Linked DNA regions of Zea mays: region 1 is linked to region 2. A link is a contact called in public Hi-C data. All regions are on one chromosome and are shown on one strand. Each heading gives the region's core, a stretch centred on a gene start, on an enhancer-like site or on the middle of the called end of the contact. The rest is flanking DNA. Distances are from core to core; before and after follow the strand shown.

Evidence for each region. A called contact is a pair of places that touch in the nucleus more often than the background predicts.
Region 1: a contact with region 2 is called in a Hi-C map of ear, with 3 times the contacts expected there. The contact joins the promoter of LOC100192731 here to the promoter of LOC103646589 in region 2. A contact is called at or near these places in 7 of 25 Hi-C or Micro-C datasets (bundle sheath, ear, endosperm and 3 more) and 1 of 3 datasets of contacts at active chromatin or transcription factors (leaf).

What each region holds. Positions count from the first base shown.
Region 1 is chr2:75,043,843-75,048,313 of Zm-B73-REFERENCE-NAM-5.0, reverse strand. LOC100192731 reads left to right here and starts at 2,678. Exons shown (of 1, transcript NM_001137931.3): 1 at 2,678-3,893. The coding sequence starts at 3,072. The coding sequence ends at 3,797.
Region 2 is chr2:74,818,414-74,822,403 of Zm-B73-REFERENCE-NAM-5.0, reverse strand. It overlaps LOC103646589 (myosin heavy chain-related), which reads left to right and starts at 2,328. Exons shown (of 4, transcript XM_008671297.3): 1 at 2,328-2,828; 2 at 3,392-3,923. The coding sequence starts at 3,531.

The DNA of each region.
Region 1 (4,471 bases), core at 1,429-3,928, 230 kb before region 2:
CATAATTCACATTACAACCTAAGCTTCACCCAACAAAGACGATGTGTCTACTCCACATTTATGAGCATAACCACACACTACATGTGAGGAGTCATTTTAACAAACATTTAATATAACCACAATGCACATGTGCAACTAACAGAAGATTCATCGCGACCAATATACTTACTCAATCCGTCACACAAGTCAGCTAGCAGGAGTAGCGAATTGCTCACCAAACCAACCTTGACTCGAATTCGTGAAAAATCAACGACGGATCCTAGTTCGAGTATTCGACCGAACACCAAAGGAGCGACCGACACGGGCTTTCTTCTCCTCTCCACCAAAACCTTCTGGAATCTCTCCTAGCATTAACCACACAAGGAATCACACTAAGGACAACGACAAGCACGATGGCACTGATTATAAACAGAAAACGGACAATGACACAGTGTCTTCGTCCTCACAAACGACACGGCAAGCACGATGACATAGCTTGGGGAAGAACGACCATGGCCTGACTTAGACATGTGCGAGTCGTGCGCTCGCACAGGGCCTCAATAAATCGAGGGCCCAAAATCAACAGATTTATTCTAGTTTTATAGATACATGTCTTGAGTTTTTTTACATTCACCTCCTTAGACACACTCGAACACACAACTCAAGATACCTATTATACATGCCCTAATCCCAACCACATCTATGAAGTTTTCTTTAGGGATCACTGTAGTCACCAGCCGTCTCTAAAAGTCCTCTATTTTTAAAGATATGTGTTGATACACTACCGGACATAAGCTCTTTGTCGAGTGCCCCAGACACTCGGCAAAGACCATTTTACACTCGACAAAGCCTTTGCCGAGTGTTACACTCGACAAAGAATACTCGACAAACATTTTATCAGCAAAGGGTTCTTTGCCGAGTACTTTTTTGGACACTCGACAAAGCCTTTACTGAGTGTCGAAAAACACTCAGCAAAGAAAAGCACTTGGCAAATTAAGAATCACAAAAAAACCTCAAAAACAGCAAAATATTTTTTAAATTAGGGGAACAACTCCCTAACCACTTCCATTGCCCTACTCATCGCCATATCATTTTCATCATTTTTTGAATCAAATTTACATGTTTTGTGAATGGTGAGATTCAAACTGAACCTCTCTCTCGCGCATAACCTTATCTACCACTACACTACTACATCAGTTATCTCTGTATTATGTTTTTCATTCCTCATGTAGTATAACAAACCGAGAGTAATTTGATTAGTTTAGACACTAAATGAATCCAATTGAAAATATTGCCAACTATAAAGTTGTATAACTTTTCAAGATCTACAAGTTCTATTTTGATAGTTTCTACGTCCGAGTCCGTTTACAAAATTTAAATTTCAAATTTGAAAACTTCACACGAATTTTTTTATGATAAGATGATTTCAAATTAAAAATTTGTCAATTACAAAGTTTCATTACATTTCAAGACCTACAACTTTTATTTTAGTGTTTTTTCCATCCGATGTAGTTTGAAAAATCCAAAATTTAAAATTCAAACATAGTTTTGCATGACAAGGTAATTTCAAACCAAAACACTATCAACTATAAAGTTTCATAACTTTTCAAAACCTATAACTTTCATGTTGGTGGTTTTTCCATTCGAGGTCGTTTTCAAAATTAAAATTTGTTAAATTCAGATGTAGTTTTTGTTGACAAGATGACTTCAAATGAAAAAGTTGCCAACAATAAAATTCTATAACTTCTCAAGATCTACAAAGTTTATTTTGTTTATTTGGTTATTTGTTCATCCACATGATGGTTCTAACATTATTCACAAATCTTGTATATCTCTCTTGTTGTTTCATAAACTACGAGAGAAATATGTTTTATTAACAAATTTACTTTTATTTTGTCATATGAAGAAATGATCAAATATAAATTATATATCTTGATGAGTTATACAAATTTGTAATTGAAAACTTTTCATTTGAAATTAATTTACCGCTTCAAAATATGATTTTTAAACTATCTTTGCCTAGTGTTGAAAAAAACACTTGGCAAAGAAGCTCTTTGCCTAATGTCAAAAAAACAATTGGGAAAGAAGCTCTTTAACTAGTGTTAAAAAAACACTCGGCAAAGAAACTCTTTGCCGAGCGTCAAAAATAAAAATACTTGACAAAGAGTTTCTTTGCCGAGTGTTTTTTTACCGAGAGTTTTTTACTTGGCACTCGGCAAAGAGCTTTTTTGTCGAGTGCCCGAAAGAAAAACACTCGGCAAATCATTTTGTACTTGGCAAAGAGCCGAATTCCGGTAGTGATAATAGTCACCTATAGAGATAAATTTATAGAGACGGCCGGGGTTAGAGCTACCTCTATAACTTATCTTTAAAGACGGTTTATTTTATGGGGCGTCTTTGTGTTTTGAAAATCATTTTTAGTACATAAAGAACAAAATAATTTCAATTTTATTATGATGTAATAAGAATCTTCGTTGCCTAAAAAGCCTAGATATGATATTTAGCTGGCCTTTCCGAAAGAAATCCATATATGCTGAGCTATGTGTGACAAAGACACACACGATGTATCTTAAGAATCGAGTTGTTCGTTTGAGTTTAATGCCAAGCCAACTGTTCGGACTGTTGTAGTTGTGTAATCTATGTAATCTATAAAGACAAAACAGTATAAAATTATAGAAGTCGGTACGGATCAAAGCCTGATGTCCAATCCACGTACTCTTCTTTTACCTCTTTATTGAAGGTTAAGCACAAGAACAATGTTCCCCAAAGAACAAAGAACATAATTACTTAAAGTACAGTTCCCATCCATTTCTAGCTACTTAAACCCTAGTTCAAGAAAAGCATCTTCGTCTGCATACCACCTTTATTAACCCCTTCTACTTACATGCATGTAATTTTTCGGTCGATCTCCAAGTTATTCATACAGCAGCGGTAGCCTTGGCAGACCAGACCAGAGAGGCAAAAATTGCTAGTAGCAGTAGCAGTAGCAGCTAGAAGCCATGTTAATAATTTTTGTTTCACCATGCACACTACCTCTTAATTAAGTGTTGCTGGTTAATTCATTAGTTGGCACTTGGCAGCACGGATGGACGATGGATGTGAATGAAGATGCATGCACGATGCGGTGGCCATGGGCGTCAGGCGGTGCTCCTCTCGAGCATCTCGCAGAAGCGCTTGAAGGAGTCGAGCTTCTGCAGCTTGAGCTGGCGGTGGATGCGGCGGATGAAGACGTCGGCGACGTGGTCGATCTCGTCCTCGAGGCTGAACTCGGCGGCGTTGCCGTCGCCGGCCTCCCGCGCCCTGGCGTCGCGCATGACGTCGATGACCGAGCCCGGCGCGTTGACCAGCTCGTCGTCCTCGTCGGCGAACAGCGAGTGGGTGAGGTAGTCGTCGCTGTCCTCCTCCTCCTCCTCCTGCGGCGGCGGCTCCGCCTCGTGGGCGCCCAGCTCCGCGGAGAAGCTGTAGCTGGGGGGCTTGTAGAGCACGATGGCCTTATTCCTGCCGCCGCCGCCGCCGCCGTCTTCGTCGCTGCTGTCGCGCTGCTGCTTGCCGGCGCCGTTGTCTGCTGCTTCCTGCTGCTGCCCCATGATGGCGTGGATCTTGTGGTTGATGGCGGTGACGAGCAGCTTCTTGTTGCGGAGGATGCCGAAGATGAGGAGGCGCGTCTTGAGGGCGCTGGTCTTGACGCGCACCGCCGTGGACTTGGCCTTGACTACCGCCACGATGGTCGACACCATCTGCTTCAGGAACCTCGACGCCTTGCCCTTCATCTTAGTTGTTACACACTTGCCTCGCTAGCTTGCAGCTGCAGTATGTAGCGGCTGTAGCGTGGAGAGATTCTTGTGGATGGTGGTGTCAGTGTGTGTGTATGTGACGGACAGTACTGGCCGGCTAGCGACGATTGGAGTGTGTTGTTGGATGGTTGGACATGGAGTTTGGCCTGTGGGACGCCGTGGGTATATATAGAGGTCGGCTGGGCACAAGCCCTCATCTTGAGGGGCAGGAATGGAGCTAGGGCACAGGGGCAGGGTCGAGGAGGAGGATATCTGGATTCTGGAGCCTGCAGCCAGGAGGAGGTCAGCACTCAGCAAGTGGTGGGCTTTGTGTGTTTGCATGCATGTGCTGCTAGAAGCTTCAGGGTTACTCTGGAACCAAAAGCAACCGGTTTAACACCGCACGACACGGGGTGGATATCCCCCCGGGTTAAGGAATGGAATGGGCGCGAGAACAGAGGAAAATATGATGCCGGGCGCGCCAAAGGTTAGCGAGAAAGCGAAAGCAGCCGTAACAACAGGTGATCAAAGGCGGTGGGCACGCACGCACGCATGCATGCATGCAAATTAAGCTGGCTAGTACGGAGAGTAAAAGTTGATGGATGCGTCGTGTCTGCGCGCGCGCTTTGCGCTCTCAGAAAAATAAAAGGAGCTTGGGGGATGGGGGGTGTGGCATCATGCATGCATGGTCCAGCTACGCTGTAGCCAAACGCCCAGCC
Region 2 (3,990 bases), core at 1,079-3,578:
AAAATAAAAGAATTGAAATGGCACTTTAAATCATTCACACCGATTTACTCCCAATCTTGAAAATGATGTATGGCCTAATGCCATAAGAACTTTCCCAGGATGCATATGACACGTTGAAAGAGCATCATCCGTCTTATCAACAAATATGATCACATGATCATTAAGGCCTTGTTCGGTTATTCCCATTATATATGGATTGGATAGGATTGGAAAAAAATTAGAATAACTTTGACTTGTTTGGGATTTAAACCCACCCAATCTCACTCAATCCACATAGATTGAGAGCTAACCGAACAAGCCCTAAATTGGCACCAGACAAATCTGAAGTACGGATTGTTAAGAAACCTTACGAAGGGTTATGTGGGTTAATACAATTCTAGCCCCAAGGTACTCTACTTCTCTATATAATGAATATGTACCACTCAAAATGAATAACAAGGAAAGAGTCTCCCTACCTTTTGTCTTCTATCTCTTGTGCTTGTGTTGCCATGGAAAGGAAGGGAACATGTCTCCTTTCACTAACAGCATCGAGCGCTTTGCGAATGTTTCAAGAAAGTTGTGAGGCAATATGTGTAGAAACCTAAGTGACCTACATTGAAACTCTATGATTTCATGTGTAGGTCACTTAGGTTTGTACACATAGTGCGTCACAACTTTCTCGAAACATTCTCAAATTTTTATCACATCCTCTACATATGATATCGTGACATGTGGCATTGTTTCATTATTTTTTGACTTCATTTGTGTTTTATACAATTTTTAAACAACTTGATGACAAGTTCACGGTCATGTTTAATGAGAATGGTGTTCGGAAATTTTGGTCTGCTCCTGAAATCGGTCGTAACTTGTGTTAACTAACACGTATATCATTTTTGCATTCACGGTTTTCCATTTTTCGAGTGACTTGCAGTTCAAATCTAAATTATCTAAAAAAATTCAACTAAACGAACTAAATCGAATAGTTATAGCAAACACTTTTATAACTGTGCCAAAATAGAACATTTAAGTCTACATAGTGTAGAAACATACCCCAAAAAGTTTGGTTGAGAAAATAAAAAAAATAAACATATACTTTGCCAAGTGCCCAAGGAAGGCACTCGGCACAACATGATCTGCCGAGTGTCATACTCAGGACACTCGGTAAAGAAGCTTCTTTACCGAGTGCCAAATAAAGCTTGGCACTCGACAAAGATTTCTTTGCCGAGTGTATTTCTGTGCCGAGAGTCCTGTTCTCAGTAAACGCGGTCATTACCGAGAGCAGGACTTTACCGAGTGCGGCACTCGACAAATAAGTCTTTGCCGAGTGCCCGACAAAAAACAATCAGCAAAGCGCTTGATTCCGGTAGTGTTTATATCTTCCTTACGACCCCATTGTTGATTGCCATGGAAAGGAAGTATACATTGCTTAAATGCACTTTATTTAACTATATCTCTTGATCAATATTTTTTATTAAAAATATTTTTATTCATAATTTTAAATATTGTTTTAATAAAAAATTTACTTTCATTTTTATAACACTTATTTATTTTTAATCATTTTTGTTTCTATTTACAACATCTCTTTATTAACATGGCGAACGTGGATAAGCAGCAAAAGCATAGTTCAAGTCGCTTTCAAATTTTTACTATATAAAAGTTGTCTTTCTAAAGTAGCTGCAGATAAGTTAAATCTCTTTGGTTGAGCTTCTGTTTTTTCAAAGCAAAATCAGGTTTAAAAAGCTGAACAAAACGCACCCATAGTGCATCGTGGCAAATCAATATGTATACAAACCATGTTAAAATATATTTTCACTCTCTCACACACATATCAAGTAAAAGCATATTTATAGGGTTGGATTTTAAACATCGGAATTATAGGACAAACTTAATTTTTTAAAAATAGATTTGCATAAAATTTGATACTAATTTTTAGTTATGTTGTTAAGCATATTATAAAAAAAATTTGTATAGTTTTTTTGTATTGTTTACTCCCTACAAAAAATATAAAAATCATCTGAATCCATATCCATATTTGGATTTTATATCTACCATTTGAGAAAAGATTGAATAAATTTGAGGTTTACATTTTATGAATAATAAGATCAGTACTACAAATAATAATCAAATTTATATGGTAGATTCTATGAGCTATTTATTTGTAATCGAAAAAGAAGATAAATTTTTTTAATATCCGTATAACTTTTCGGATATGTTCCAACATGATGTTTACACGTGCATAGGGAGTTAGGGACAAACAAATACGAAGGCATAGGTACAACAACGGCACGGCCCATGTGCTGAGTCTGACAGCCACCCTCATCTTCTTCCCGGGCCCCCGGTCCGGCAGCGTACAGCGCAGCAGGAGCCCGCCGCAAGCCGACGTCCTACACTCCTACTCCCTCGTGCTCCCAACCTCGCCCGCCTATCCCTCGCTTCCCCAGACCCCTCACCGGCGGGCGTAGCTAGCGTACGTCCATCCATCCGTCCATGCTCCACCGCCACCAGCCCGCCGTTCCGACAAGCTCCAATCATACGCACCACCGGACCACCCTCGGCAAGGAGGGACAAGCTCACGCGCCTCGCGCCCTGCCCGGCCCGACCTCGAGCAGATCGACACATGCACGCACGACGTAGACGATACACAACAGTACGCGGGGGCGCACTGACACACGCCCGCACTATCATCCCTGTCCCCCGTCCGTCCATCTCCCCACTCGTGCGAGTTGCGAATTTGCGATGCGCCGCCTGAGCAGAAGCTCCAAAGCCTCATGATGGCAGCACGGGCCAGAGCCAGCACTCGCAGCAGCTGATCCGAGCTCGTACAGGCGCGCCAGGCAGCACATCAATGGGTACGCCACTCTGTTCTTCGATGCCAGCGAGCACTTGGCTGCTTCTTCTTCTTCTACCTTTTCCTTTGGGTCTCCCGGTCCACGATACCTCGAGGCTAGTCTTGCCCGCTGGTGCCGACGTTCGTTGGGGCAGCTCTGTGGTCCATAGAACTCTGTGTTCCTTGGTCTCTGCGAAAGCTGTTTCCTTCTTCGGAGTATCTCTTTGCAAATCAAGCACATTTTAAATCTTGGACAACCCCACTGCAAATTTCGGGGCCACCTTTTTCGCGCATTTTCGAGACGATCATCGTTGGTTCGTTGCTCTGGACTCTGGTCTGTTCAAAGGCGAGACTGGGGACGAATCTTGGTTCCCAAATCCCAATGGCGCTCTGTGTGCGTCTGTGTGTGTGATGGACATGGTCACATCCACCCTCTTCTGCTCGCCAGTTCTTGCTCCACTCGCCGGACCCTGCTTCTTATTCCTTCTTTTAAAGCTGCATCGATTCCATCCTTTACCTCTTTTGCTTTCGCCTAGTTTCTCTTTCCCTTTCGATCGGTTTGATGTGACAGTCTTGTCATCATAGGCACACCACTCCTTGACCGCATCAGTGACCGGTGGGACTGAGCACTGACTGCAGTCGCGTTGCTCTGCGCTTCTTCCTGGCTGGTGTCGGCGAACAGCAGGAGGAGGAGGCGAGAAGAATCTTGGGAGCTTAGCTTGCAATGCCGAGGCTGTATTCGGAGGAAGGAGCAGGTGCTGACGAGGCTACCGCCGCTGCGACAGTGAGGCTGGCCAACAAGATCCGGAAGCGCCGCGCGGTGTCGTCGTCGGGGGGCTCGGACCCGGCGGCGGTGGGGAGGAGGCTGCGGTCCAGGCGGCCCGCGGTGCGGCTGCCGCGGCACCGGACCAGCGCGGGCGGGGACATGTCGGAGTCGTCCCGGAGCCGGCATTGCCGTGGCAGCGGCAACCGTGTCGCCGAAGGGACGCTGCCGTCCGCGTCTGCGAGGAGGCTCGTCGACGCGTTCTGGCAGAACATGGGCAGCGGTGGTCTGCTTGACGGGGACGCGGCGGCGGCGCGCCGGAGCCTGGTCCTGTGGAGCGGCGCCTCCACGAAGGTGGGTGCTCTGGTGTCCTGTTGTCCCAATTGGCGGCAATCTGTTCCGTGGTTCATCAATTGGTGTT